2 separate regions of the Pan troglodytes genome follow, and region 1 is linked to region 2. Evidence: chromatin contacts called from public HiChIP or PLAC-seq data. All regions are on one chromosome and are shown on one strand. The core of a region is the stretch at or near the end of the contact, and the rest is flanking DNA. Distances in the headings are between cores, read along the strand shown.

What was found. HiChIP or PLAC-seq counts read pairs in DNA pulled down with a chosen protein or histone mark.
Region 1: a contact with region 2 is called in an H3K4me3 HiChIP or PLAC-seq map of stem cell-derived excitatory neurons, with 7 times the contacts expected there. The contact joins the promoter of ETFBKMT here to the promoter of RESF1 in region 2. A contact is called at or near these places in 1 of 7 Hi-C or Micro-C datasets (blood) and 1 of 1 datasets of contacts at active chromatin or transcription factors (stem cell-derived excitatory neurons).

What each region holds. Positions count from the first base shown.
Region 1 is chr10:63,846,657-63,853,663 of NHGRI_mPanTro3-v2.0_pri, reverse strand. It overlaps ETFBKMT (electron transfer flavoprotein subunit beta lysine methyltransferase), which reads left to right and starts at 4,650. Exons shown (of 4, transcript XM_001137083.6): 1 at 4,650-4,838.
Region 2 is chr10:63,532,540-63,539,078 of NHGRI_mPanTro3-v2.0_pri, reverse strand. RESF1 (retroelement silencing factor 1) reads left to right here and starts at 4,800. Exons shown (of 6, transcript XR_001708042.4): 1 at 4,800-5,145; 2 at 6,431-6,525. It also overlaps the pseudogene LOC100612657.

The DNA of each region.
Region 1 (7,007 bases), core at 3,401-5,900, 310 kb before region 2:
TGTCCATCAACACATAAATGGATAAACATGGGAGCTTATCTATATGTACAATGAAACACTACTTAGCAATATAAAGGAGTGAATTATTGATGCAGGAAACATGGATGAATAAAAATAATTACTAATGAAAGAAATAAGACAAAAACCGTATAAACTCTATACAATTGCATGCATATGAAAATCTAGAAAAAGCAAAGTAATCTGTAGCGACAGAAAGCCAAGAATGGTTGTGGTAGAAGGGAGAAGGACTGGATGGGTGCCGTGGCTCATGCCTGTAAACCCAGCACCTCGGGAGGCTGAGGTGGGCAGATCACTTGAGGTCAGGAATTAGAGACCAGCCTGGCTAACATGGTGAAATGCTGTCTCTACTAAAAATATAAAAATTAGCCAGGTGTGGTGGTTCACGCCTGTAATCCCAGGTACTCGGGAGGCTGAGGCATGAGAATTGCTTGAACCCGGGAGGAGAAGGTTGCAGTGAGCCAAGATCGCGCCACTGCACTCCAGCCTGGGCGACAGAGTGAGACTCTGTCTCATGAAACAAACAAACAAACAAAAAACAGAACAAAAAGATAAAAAAAAAAAAGTAGGGGAAGAACTGGAGGGAGGAATTACACAGGAGCACTGAATATATTCACTATCTTGATTTTGGTGATGGTTTCATGAGTATATACTGTAAAGGAACATAAAAACTCTCAAAACCCCCAAACTCATTATGCCAAAGGGAAAGTTAAGCCTGCTTACTTCACAACCTTGTGTCAAAGCGCTATACATTAGCCAGATCCCTACAAAAGGAAAAGGTCTCAGGCATTTCCAGATAACTGCCCTCACAAATCGCGCCTAAGAAAATTCTTTCCTGGCTCCTAAACCTTTCAAGGTGTATAATAAATCCTCCCATAAACAAGGACATGTCAACTGTCACTTTAAGTCTGTGACTTAAGTCTAACTCCTTGTCCAGGAACCTAAAGTCTGGTAAATTTCACACCGACTGTGTCAATTATAAGCCTTATCTTCCCAAGTGCAAAAACAAAGATGACATCCATTATTCTTCTACCTATCCTGAGAAGTCTGAATAATGAATTCTTCCTTTACTCCCTATTTTCGAATGTTTGCCTTATCTCATGTATAGCATAGATTTACTGGGCACTAATTAAAATCTCACAAGAATGTCATCGTTTGCTTCACGCCTATCTCCCTTTTCCTGCATGTCTTTTCTCTTAAAGAAATGTGTAAATACCGAGTCTCCTGAAGCCTTTCCCAAGGAGCACGGGCCACAGACTCATGTTTCTGTGACTCAGGGTTTTCCTGGGCACACCTTTAAGCTCTGGCTCAATAAACCTGGATTGATTGAGATTCTTGCCTCAGTCTCTCATTTGGGTTGACAATACATATGTCAGGACATTAGATTGTACTCTGTAAACATGCAAAGTTGCCAATGTGAAGTCAAATATACCTCAATAAAGCTGTTAAAAGTAAATTTTTTAAATGAGATACTGATATGTAATGTTTGTTATTTTACTCATGTATTTGCCTTTTCTTTCATTTAACAGTTTATTGAGTGTCTGTGCCAGAGGTTAAAAGAAGTATGACATGGTCTGCTTTCAAGTCTAGGCAGTGACGGTTCTGCTTGATATGCTTGTTGTACATGCCCATAGGAAGCTAAGAAAATAGGAAGATTAGCGTGTAGGCTGGCGTGTTGGGGAAGGCTTTTCAGAGGACCTTAACGTTGAACTGAGTTCTGAAGGACGAGTAGGTGCTTTGGACAGTGAGGAGCGGTTAGCAGTGGCAGCTTTCTGTCTTCAACAAGGCCTAGGGATGAGAGAACAAGGCGCTGTGGGAGGAAAACAAATTGCAGCAGAGAGGGGAGAAGAGGAGTGTTTTGAAAAGAGGCAGGATAGGTTAAGTTGGGACTGATCAGCATGGGCCAGGAAAGCTGTGGTCAGGAATCCGGCTGTACCATTGAAGGTCTGGGGAGCTAGAGCAGGTTTTAAGCAAGGGAGAACACAGATAGCCTGCTGATGAACAGCACAGGCCAATCGAGTGGAGCAAGAGAAACCATCTTGCCCTTAGATTGGCTAGCATTACGGTTAAACGAGTGTATTTAATTAGTCTCCAAGTCCTGCTAATAGCTCATCCTTAATCATTTTCAAATGTTCCAATTCTTTCCATCCCTATTGCAGTTACCTTAGTTCTGTCTCCATTATTGTTTGCTTGGATTACCATAATATCCTCCAATGGCAGTTTCCTTGTCTTCAGTCTTGCCCCCGCTTTAACTCTTTGCTACCTGCAGCATAAAACATTTTTCTAAAATTCAAGTTTGATCCTCTCACCTTTAACTGAAAACCCGATCTGCTGCTCATCAACACTATCTCTGTGTTTCTAATAATGATCATCACTGTAATAGCACACTTAGCAAGCATTTACTACATGCCAGGAACTGGGCTAAACAAGATGTGCTTTTATCTTATTAAATCTTCCTAAAACATTATTATTATCATCACTATTTTACAGATGAAGAAACTGATTATTAAGAAGGTTTAGCAATGTGTCCAAGATCATACAGTTAATAAGTGTAATTGAATAACTTGTTGAAAAACCGAAAAACCCTTAAAGACAAAGTTGTGTAGGGAATAGAATTTTTTACTAGCACCTGCAAGAGGGACCAATTATTAGAGAACTGGCTTTGTAAACAAAAATGTAGGGCAGGTATTTAAAGTAAAAAAATCACAAGGATAGACAACAGCTCAAATTGTTATCAGTTCACAAGTCTGCCTGGATGTATGTGGGTCAATTTTGTTAAAATCTAGACGGTCCTTTCTATTAAGACATTACAATGCATCAACACCAAACAACAGAAAAGAAAATCCATATATCCCTGTTTTTCATGCTTTGTCTGGGACTACAGGAAGGGCAGGCCTTTTCTAGACTATGGAATCTAAGTTTCAGAAAAAAATCATTTAAGCTGCAATATAAAGAATAATCTTGGCCGGTCGCAGTGGCTCACACCTGTAATCCCAGCACTTTGGGAGGCCGAGGTGGGCGGATCACGAGGTCAAAAGTTGGACACCAGCCTGACCAACATGATGAAACCCCGTCTCTACTAAAGACACAAAAATTAGCTGGGTGTGGTGGTGTGCGCCTATAATCCCAGCTACTGGGGAAGCTGAGGCAGGAGAATGGCTTGAACCCAGGAGGCAGAGGTTACAGTGAGCCGAGATCATGCCACTGCACTCCAGCCTGGGCGACGGAGGAAGACTTCATCTCAAAAAAAAAAAAAAAAAAAAAAAAGAATAGTTTTAAGGAAGGCAGAATTAGAGATAGACAAGTTATAGGAACCCAGGCAAGCCATTATAATGCCAAACTAAGGCAATGGCAGGAGGGATAGAAAGAACTGGACCAGTTTTAAAACCATTATGGGACAGGAAAGGCATGTTGCAGTCCCTTCAGCCAAGTTGCAAGTTTTGAATGAGTTATCCAAACATTATTGAATGCATCTTCAGTGATGACTACCAAGCTTTTTTCCAGGAACCAACCCTCTTTTGTAAAAATGTTAGGTTAGCCTGTTCGTTCTGGTTTCTTGGGCAGTGACTGGGATGTTCAAACTATTAATTGGGATAGAACACAGAAGCTGGTTAAAAACAATATTTCTTATAGAAATTGATCTTGAACATGGATCAATGTTCACTGCTAGCAGGAGAATCGGAGAGTGTGTGGTAATGAAAAGTTATAGTTGAGAAAACAAGCGTTTACATCAGCAACTAATTAAGAAAAAAGCAGCTCATAAGTGGATGAATGCAGTTCATAAACACATTATATCAGTTATTACACAGGAAATCTAAGGCAGAATACTGAATACTGTGAAATGCAAGGTGTATAGCTTATCAACAAGAATGTAGCAAATACACCATTCAACTAAGAAGGAAATGATAAGGCTGCATCTGGGGCTGTTGACTGGAACCACAAAGTTTCCTTTCCTTGTAGTAGTTCCTAAAGATTCCAGTTTACATGGAAAGACAGAAAGCTGTCACACCTATGGCAGGAGCGCAGAACCCAAGCGACAAATTCTAATTTTGAACAGGCAGGTGCCAGTGCATTTCTCAAACTGCAAACTAAAATGCAGAAACACGATTTTCCTGTTTCTTAGTTTTGGACCGTTTTCCCCCCTCTAGCACGCCAGAGCAGGTTTTAATTGTTGTCAGGTCAGATGGTGAGTTAACTTTGAGCGTTGAGTTGAGGGGCCAGTGGGATGTGGGTCCAGTTGAAAGGTGGATATATGTAGATCCAGACTCGAGTGATATAGGCTGCAAATAAATTGATAGTGAATTTATGAATTATTAGAAAAGAAAGGACATTCATTATGATTTAATCGCAGTTGAATGTAGGCAGCACAGAGGGCTTATACTGTGTTTTTTTTTTTTTTTTTTTAATATACGGTGTCTATTTTGCTCACCACTCCATGCCCGGTGCCTGGAAGTGCGACTGGCACATAGTAGGTGTTGCATAGTTTCAGAATGAACTTTTTAGGAATCAAAATTCTACAAACATTGCACACAGATTTAACGTTCCCTTATTTTCCAGGTGAGGTCAGGGCGCCCTTTGGTTTCGCGCTTCTGTCCCTTTAAGAAAGTGGAGGAGAAAGAAAGGGCTGCTGGGAAAAAGGGCGGGGCCGCGAGGGGCCGCCGTCCATCCCGCCCCCTGCCGGGCCGCGGCGCTCTGCTAGAGCGTGGCTCAGTTTGGGTAGCGGGACCCCGGAAATGTAAAGCATGAGCGGGAAGAGTCGCCAGGGCGAGTGACAGGCGAGCCCTGTGCTTTACTTCCGAGGGCGGTGTCAGCAAAGCTAGGTAAGGAGACAAGGAGGACGGTGCCTGCCCCTTTAAGATCGACTCCACCCCGCCTCTGGAGGAAAATGACGCCGCCGTCTACCCGTTCTGGAACGTAACTATTTTCATCCCATCAGCTCTCCTTCTCATTAAGAAAAATACCAAGTGGTCACCACAGTCACATACTTCATAACCCATGCCTCATCGGTGCTGGGACGGGAGAGGGAAGCGCCGATCTAAATGACATGGGGTCCAAATCCCAAATAATCTCTATTTGCTCTGCGTTACCTTTAAACTTAGGCTGCGTTGTGTGATTCAAGTGACAGCCTAGTACTGCTTAACAATTAGTCTAGTGGGATATCAGGCCCTGAGAGACCCCTACGATCCCAGGACACTGATGTGGGGTAACTAACACCCACTGGAAGTCTACGCTGAGTTCACAGGCTATGTATGACCTGACATGCATTTTGGCCTGCCCTGTGTTTTGATATTTGAATGAGTTGCTGATGTTTACAAGCCGAAGCTGGCCGGGCGTGGTGGCTCGCGCCTGTAATCCCAGCACTTTGGGAGGTCGAGGCAGGAGGATCGCTTCAGGTCAGGAGTTCCAGACCAGTCTGGCCAACATGGCGAAACCTCGTCTCTACTAAAAAAAAAAAAAAAAAAAAAAAATACAAAAATTAGCCGGGCGTGGTGGCACGCCCCTGTAATCCCAGGACTCGGGAGGCTGAGGTAGGAGAATCGCTTGAACCTGGGAGTCGGAGGTTGCAGTGAGCCGAGATCACGCCACTGCACTCCAGCCTGGGCAACAGAGACTCTGTCTCAAAAAAAAAAAAAAAAAAAAAAAAAAGGTGGAAGCTAATGTGTCAATATCTAGATTTTTTTGATGATTTTGAGAAATCGGAGGATCTGGCAGCATGTCCTGCCTAGCCTTTTTGAACTGTTTGAAAACAGTCTCCAGCTTGCCACAGCCCCTCTGTTATTTTACAGCCAGCCTGCATCACTCATTTATGATGTCCAGCCCCTTGTGGGGATTTGGATTTTTGACCCCTAAATACTTTAGTGGATTTAAGACCATTTAAAACATTTATGCAGAAGAGATCCGAGGTCCCCAAACAACTGGGTGTTTAAGTTGTGTTTAAGTTGTTCCTCATTCTCATTTATTCTAATCCGGGTGTTTTTCTATATATATATATTTTTAAACAAATCTTAGTGATCAATTGCACAGGTGTTTTTCTGTTGGAGCAAATCTTTTCGGTTTAGGCTTGGTAAAATCGAACCATCAGATACTTTTACAGAAAGAGATTTAGGAGTTGATGTTTTTTTATTACAATTAAATGCATACAGTACTTTTAAAGGAAAAAACCTGAATCTTGATTGCATTGTTTTATGATACAACAATCTTTAATGAAATAGAGTAGTCAATATAATTTGTATTAATATATCTCTGCCCACAGACAATTATAAATTCATTAACCCCCAGAACTCTTGGCTAGACTTCATAAAGGCAAAAACTGTGTTTGCCCTGTTAACTGCTTTATCCCACCACTAGAATATAAGCTTCCTGAAGACAGAAGACTTTTGTTATTTTGTTCACAGTTACCAAGCATGCCTACTTTGTTAAATTTATGAAAGAACTTTAAAGGTACAGTTGGCCCACAATATAACAATATAGCAATATAAAATTACAACAATAAAAATAACACAAAAATAGTGTAACAACTACTTATATAGCATTTACATTGTATTAAGTATTATGAGTCATCCAGAGATGATTTAAAGTAAAGTATACCACAGCATATGCCTAGTTTATATACAAATATGATGCCATTTTATATAAGGGACTTGAGTATCCTCTGATTGTGGTATCCTGGAAGCAGGGGATACCGGAACCAATCACTTGAGGATACTGAAGGATGACTGTATGGCTGATTTCCTGTAAGAGGCATTTTCTTGAGGATTCTTTCAAAATCAAATGCTTGTATATTTGTTGTGTTAAATTACTAAAAGGATTCTCTTGTGAAAAGTATCATTTAAAAAGATTGGATTTTCCCAATTGATGCACCAAAGCTTTCATCTGAAATGAACTTGCACATGTGAATCATCAGATACAGTAATATACACTGTAATATTTTATTTCTTTTTTTTTTTTTTATGAGACGGAGTTTTGCTCTTGTTGCCCAGGCTGGAATG
Region 2 (6,539 bases), core at 3,551-6,050:
TGAGTCCCAGGAGTTCAAGACCAGCCTGGGCAACATGGTGAACCCCATCTCTACAAAAAATACAAAAATCAGCTGGGTGTAGTGGTGCATGCCTGTTGTTCCAGCTACTTGGGGGCCTGAGGTGGAAGAATTGCTTAAGTCAAGGAGGTCAAGCCCACAGTGAGCCAAGATCGCGCCACTGTAAATAAAAAAATATAAAAAGGACTGTTTGAAACTCCTATTATTTTTAAGTACAGAACTTGAAGCTTCACAGATATTACAGAACAAGAAACATTAAAATTCTCAATTAGATAAAAATAATGAAATTTATCAGGAAGTTCAAGTTCTGTGTGATAACCTTGGTGTACCCAAATAAACAACTTCTGACATTCTGGTTATGCTAAACCAAGTGGAATCAAAGGTGAAAGACAGGCAGGATGCAGTGGCTCATGCCTATAATCCCAGCACTTTGTGAGGCAGAGATGGGAGGATCTCTTGAGCCCAGGAGTTGGAGACCAATTTGGGTGACATAGCAAGATCCCATCTTATTTCAAATTTTTAAAAATTGTTAATTTTTTAATTAAAATTAAAGAAAACCACTCTGCTGAAAATTAATTTAACTTTGAAACAGGCAGAACAACTGGAAAGAGTCAATGATGCTCTTTCCTGTGAACATGAGTGCCTCTAGCGAATGTTATGAAACAATTAGATGCGGCAATACAGTCCGTTGCACGGTGTGATACAGCCAAGGTAAGAAAAGATGACACAGCAAGAATTTACCAGCCTCAGTGTTATGCTTTGTCACCCAAGACAGCGATTATAATGGTGCATCTACTTGCTGCTCATGATAATCTATCCAAGATCATTAGGACAAGCGGTGGAGCCAGCCAGATGATGGCATGTGCCATTAATAAGGTGCTGATGGGAAGGGTGCCTGACAGGGGAGGCTGGCCAAATGAAATTGAACCACCACCCTCTGAAATGCCCCCTTGGCAAAAGAGACAAGAAGGCAGTGGCGGAAGGGGTGGTTGGGGTGGTGGTTGTGGAGGTAGAGGTGGTAGTAGAAGAGGCTGTGGGGGTGGAGGTGGAAGAGTTGGCTGGGGTAGAGGAGGATGGGAAAGTGGTGGGGGAGAGGGAGGAGGTGGGATGGAGGTGGTAAAGGAGGTTTCTAAGGCAGAGGAGATGATGGTGGGAGGGGAGATTATGGTGGAAAAGATTATGTAGATCCATATGGAGGAGGTGGTGATGGTGGTGGATATAGGAGATACTGAAGACTACAAAAATTAAAAACCAAAACCAACAAACCTCAAGCGCAAAGGAATAGTCTGCCCTCTTATGTCACAAGCACTAACTAACCACCTCTGCCCTTTCTCATCACTTAATCATTCAGACAAGATTTCCTTGTTTACTTCCTCCTATAAAAACCCTAAGTCTATTTCATTTTCTTTGAAAAGATTCCTCTGCATTAATGGATGTTGTCCTTACTACAATAGCGTGAAAAAAAAAAGTCTCCTTATGCAGCTTAGCGATTTTCCAGGCTTGATATCAGTGACTTCATCTTGGGCTATTGACTCCATGCTGAGCTGCTGCTAAACTTTGAGGCCCACGAAGAAACTGTGAAAAATATTTCCTTCACAAACAACTGTTATAAATAAAGTTTTGGTGTTGCAAAAGAAATAGCACTGGAATATAAATTTTCTTTTTAATTCTCAGCAAGGCAATGTACTTCTTTTTTTTTTTTTTTTTTTTTTTTTTTTTGAGACAGAGTCTTGCTCTGTCGCCCAGGCTGGAGTGCGTGGTGCAATCTTGGCTCACTGCAAGCTCCGCCTCCCGGGTTCATGCCATTCTCCTGCCTCAGCCTCCGGAGTAGCTGGGACTACAGGCACCTGCCACCACGCCCAGCTAATTTTTTGTATTTTTTAGTGTTAGCCATGATGGTCTTGATCTCCTGAGCTCATGATCCGCCTGCCTCGGCCTCCCAAAGTACTGGGATTACAGGCGTGACCCACCGCGCCCGGCGGCAATGTACTTCTATAGACGGGTGCGCCCTCACAGATGGAGCAATGGTGAGCTCACACCTGGGCAAGGGAGGGGAAGGGGTTCTTATTCCTGATGCACGTGGCCTCTGCTGCTGTGTCCTTCCCCTGTTGGCTAGGGTTAGACCGCACAGGCTAAACTAATTCTGACTGGCTAATTTAAAGAGAGTGATGGGGTGGGCGGTTTGGCAGGAAAAATGGTTAAGGCGGGGCAGGAAATCGGAATGAGTCAGGGTGGAGCTGGTAATCGGAATGAGTCAGGGTGGAGCAGGTGATTGAAATGAGTCAGGGTGGAGCAGGTGATGGAAACAGGTTGCTTTACGAGGAAGTTAAGTTTAAAAGTAGAAGGCAAAGAATTGACCATACTGACATATCGATTCTTTGAAGAGAAATTTAGAATTCATATCTAACACAACCGTTTTTGCAACAACACACAACCCAAGAAAGCTGGTCTCAATATTATTATTATTATTATTATTATTATTATTATTATTATTTTCCGAGACAGGCTCTTACTCTGTCACCCAGGCCGGAGTTCAGTGGCTCAATCTTGGCTCACTGCAACCTCTGCCTCCCAAGCTCAAGTGATCCCCCCATCTCAGCCTCCCAAGTAGCTGGGACTACAGGTGCATGCCACCACTCCTGGCTAATTTTTTTTTGTTTTTTGTATATTTTTTGTAGAGATTGGGTTCACCATGTTGGCAAGGCTGCTCTCTCGAACTCCTGGCCTCAAGTGATCCTCCCCAAAGTGCTGGGATTACAAGCATAAGCCACCACGCCTGATCCCCAATCTTTTTTTGTTTGTTTTGTTTCATGAGACAGACTCTCTCTGTGGCCCACGCTGGAGTGCAGTGGCATGATCTCGGCTCACTGCAACCTCTGCTTCCTGGGTTTAAGCAATTCTCCCGCCTCAGCCTCCCGAGTAGCTGAGAATTACAGGTGCCCACAACCAGGCCTGGCTAATTTTTATATTTTTAGTAGAAACAGGGTTTCACCATGTTGGTCACGTTGGTCTCAAACTCCTGATTTCAAGTGATTCACCCACCTCAGCCTCCCAAACTGTCAGGCCTCTGAGCCCAAGCTAAGCCATCATATCCCCTGTGACCTGCTCGTATACATCCAGATGGCCTGAAGCAACTGAAGATCCACAAAAGAAGCGAAAATAGCCTTAACTGATGACATTCCACCATTGTGATTTGTTTCTGCCCCATCCCAACAGATCAATGTATTTTGTAATCTCCCCCACCCTTAAGAAGGTTCTTTGTAATCTCCCCCACCCTTAAGAAGGTTCTTTGTAATTCTCCCCACCCTTGAGAATGTACTTTGTGAGATCCACCCCCTGCCCGCAAAACATTGCTCCGCGGAGCCTCTCCCAAAACCTATAAGAATTAAAGATAATCCCACCACCCTTTGCTGACTCTCTTTTCGGACTCAGCCCGCCTGCACCCAGGTGAAATAAACAGTCTTGTTGCTCACGCAAAGCTTGTTTGGTGGTCTCTTCACACGGACGCGCGTGACACAAAGTGCTGGGATTACAGGCCTGAGCCACCACACCTGGCCACCCCCAATCTTTAAGAATATTCTGGCCGGGCGCGGTGGCTCATGCCTGTAATCCCAGCACTTTGGGAGGCTAAGGCGGGCGGATCAAGAGGTCAGGAGATCGAGACGATCCTGGCTAACATGGTGAAACCCCGTCTCTACTAAAATACAAAAAATTAGCCGGGCATGGTGGCGGGCGCCTGTAGTCCCAGCTACTTGGGAGGCTGAGGCAGGAGAATGGCGTGAATCTGGGAGGTGGAGCTTGCAGTGAGCCGAGATCGCGCCACTGCACTCCACCCTGGGCGACAGAGCGTGACTCCGTCCCCCCCCCCCAAAAAGAAAGAATATTCTGTATGTAGTTTTTTTGTTTTGTTTCTGACAGACGCAAACGCACCCTTCTAGTAATGACTAAAGACTTCTTCGTTTAATTCACCAATGAAGTAATCTGACAATTTATGTAACAAATAAATTCCTATAAACATAAGCTCCCTTGCCCCTCTCCAGTGGCACAATCTCTGATTTGCCATCCTGGTTGCAACCTTCATTACTAAGTAAACGCTTACGTAAACCTTAATAATGAGATTCGGGCAATATGATTAAATATTGGTTTATTTGAGTGCAAAGTTTGAGGATGGCGACCTGGTAGGACACAGACTCCAAAAGATGGGGGTCAGTGCTTCGAAAGGGAGAAGTTTGAGGGTCGTTTACACAGGCAGGGTCTGGGAAGCTTAACAGGATGTCAACATTTTCCATAGAAGGTTAACGCATAGCAATTTGATTGGTTCAAGGCAGTGTTTCTTTTTGGGAAGGGTCTATTTAACATTCCACATTAAGGATGTAATAGTCAAGCGGTCATTTATCTTATTCAAGGCGTATTTTATCTCAGATGCCATCTGGTCTGAGCTGGGAATAAGAAAATAAGGGAGTTAATCTATAACAAAAGGTCGGCAATTAAGAGGTCGTGCTTCGTGATCTGGTCTCCAAAGTCAACTTTCCTCAGGGACTTTCAGAATCCCCAAATAGACTATCCACTTTCTTTCACACTTATTTGCCTCTAACTTGTTGATTTCTTTTTTTTTCTTTCTGTTTTTTAAGGGTTAACAATCTCTTGGGTGCACTCTGACTTCCATGCGCTTTATAGAAAAAATTGGTCCTGAGGCCAGCAGCAACAGTCGGTCTCATGAACTTGTTAGAAATGCACATTTTTCAGCCCCACCCCAAACCTACTGAATCAGCAGTTTTGCTGGTGGTTCTCAATCTCTCTTTAACATGCCCTCTGGGTGCTGCGGATGCACGTTGAAGGTAGAAGATCGCTGCAGGATATTTCCGCGTCGGGCAGATGAAAGCGCTCTGCAAGCCTGGGTGTTATCTGCGGGCCGGGTCCGCGGCTTCTCTGGTGGCACTAGGACCGCGGCGGCGCGGCCCTCGCAGCCACCGCCTCGGGCGTGAGGCGGAGCCTAGCTGTTCCTGGATCCTGGGCCTGGCTCCTCGACCCGCCCCTGGAGGCGGACCCCACTTGACTTAAACTCTGGGGCCCGGGAGGCCGCCGGTTTTCTCCCTGCTTGCTGGGGTGGTCCTCTTCCCTTTGTCGGTAAGTGTGAGACGAGCACCCCGAGGTCCCTCTGCCTTCCGGGGTCCGGGCGGGGCGGGGGCCGGGAGCCGGGAGCCAGAGGCGCTCGCGGTCCGGGCCTGCGCGCGGCGCAGAGCGCTTTTGTTCTGCGGCAAAGACGCAGTCGCGGGCGGCCCCGGAACCCGGGCCTCGGGCCCCGCCGGCTCGCGCGTCCCGCCGTCCGCCCACCGGAGCTGGGCCGGGCAGCCGCGCTTGCTTCTGCCCGCCGCACCGGGGCCGGCCCTGGGCCTCCGCGGATGCCGAGCCTTGCACCGGAGGGCGGGCCTCGCTGGCTGTTTTCCCTCATTGCCTGGCTCTGCGCGGTAGAGGTCGCGAGTGGCGAAGGCTAGGACGCATTTTGTCGAACTGCGAGGCGCGGCTGGTGAGGCGGGTGGGTATGAGAGCTGCTTATGTTTTTAAGGCTTTCCTGTCGCTGGAGTGAAAAAGAAAAATCTTTTTTTTTTTGCTATTTCCCGAGGGTTCTCCTCCTCCCCGGCCCTCTTAAGCCGAAGCCTCCTGGAACAGAATTGCTGTACTGGCATCTATCTCCAAGTGGTCCGCGAACGCTTCTGCGCCGGCGATGGTTTCTGTTCCTCAGCAATAGTTAGTTCCTTGAGGCATTTTTAAATGCACAAACGCATACCCATCTTAGGTGTTCTCGAGGGACACGGATTCCCTAAGCAAACGTCCTTAGGGTCCTGAGTTTAGCAGCAAACTTTCGGGGAATCATTTCCGTGAAAACAATTTATTTGTAGTACATCGAGTGCATACTGTCTTAACATAAGGATGTGTATGAGCTTGAGGCGCATTTTCATTAAGTGGCGGGCGGGTGCATTTCAGTAGGCGGGCCGCAGAGCTTGTTTGGGGATTGCGTTTTTCTGCTAAATGTGTTAGCTTTAATCATGTTTCAGTCACTGTTAATGTTCATGCATGTTAAGGTTTTAGGTTTTTTCCCCTGTGCAGTCGGATTTTTTTCTATTTAATATTAATGCAATAAAGACAAGTGCAGAGATAAAGTATTATTGTTTTGCAGTGATACTACAATAGCGGACCTAGAGGAGCGCACATAAATTCTAACTTAAGTGAGTGGTATTTTCAGGCCAGACCTAGTTTCTATTTCTGTTACTTAGGACACTTAATAAGAATTCAGTAAACTTAGCATGCTTTCAGTGCAGCCATAAAAGAACAGTTTTGCACAGCAGTGTCATATCTAGTAAACACATTAGCATGTGCTCTTTTATTATAAAATGTTTCTTGCTGTCCCTAGGACCAAAGAAGTAAACACTGTGTGGAGAGGGACTGAGGTGTTTGGAGGGAAATGGGAATGTACACGATAATTAAAGAGTAAAGTTGTGCTCAACGGTAAGTGTATCACC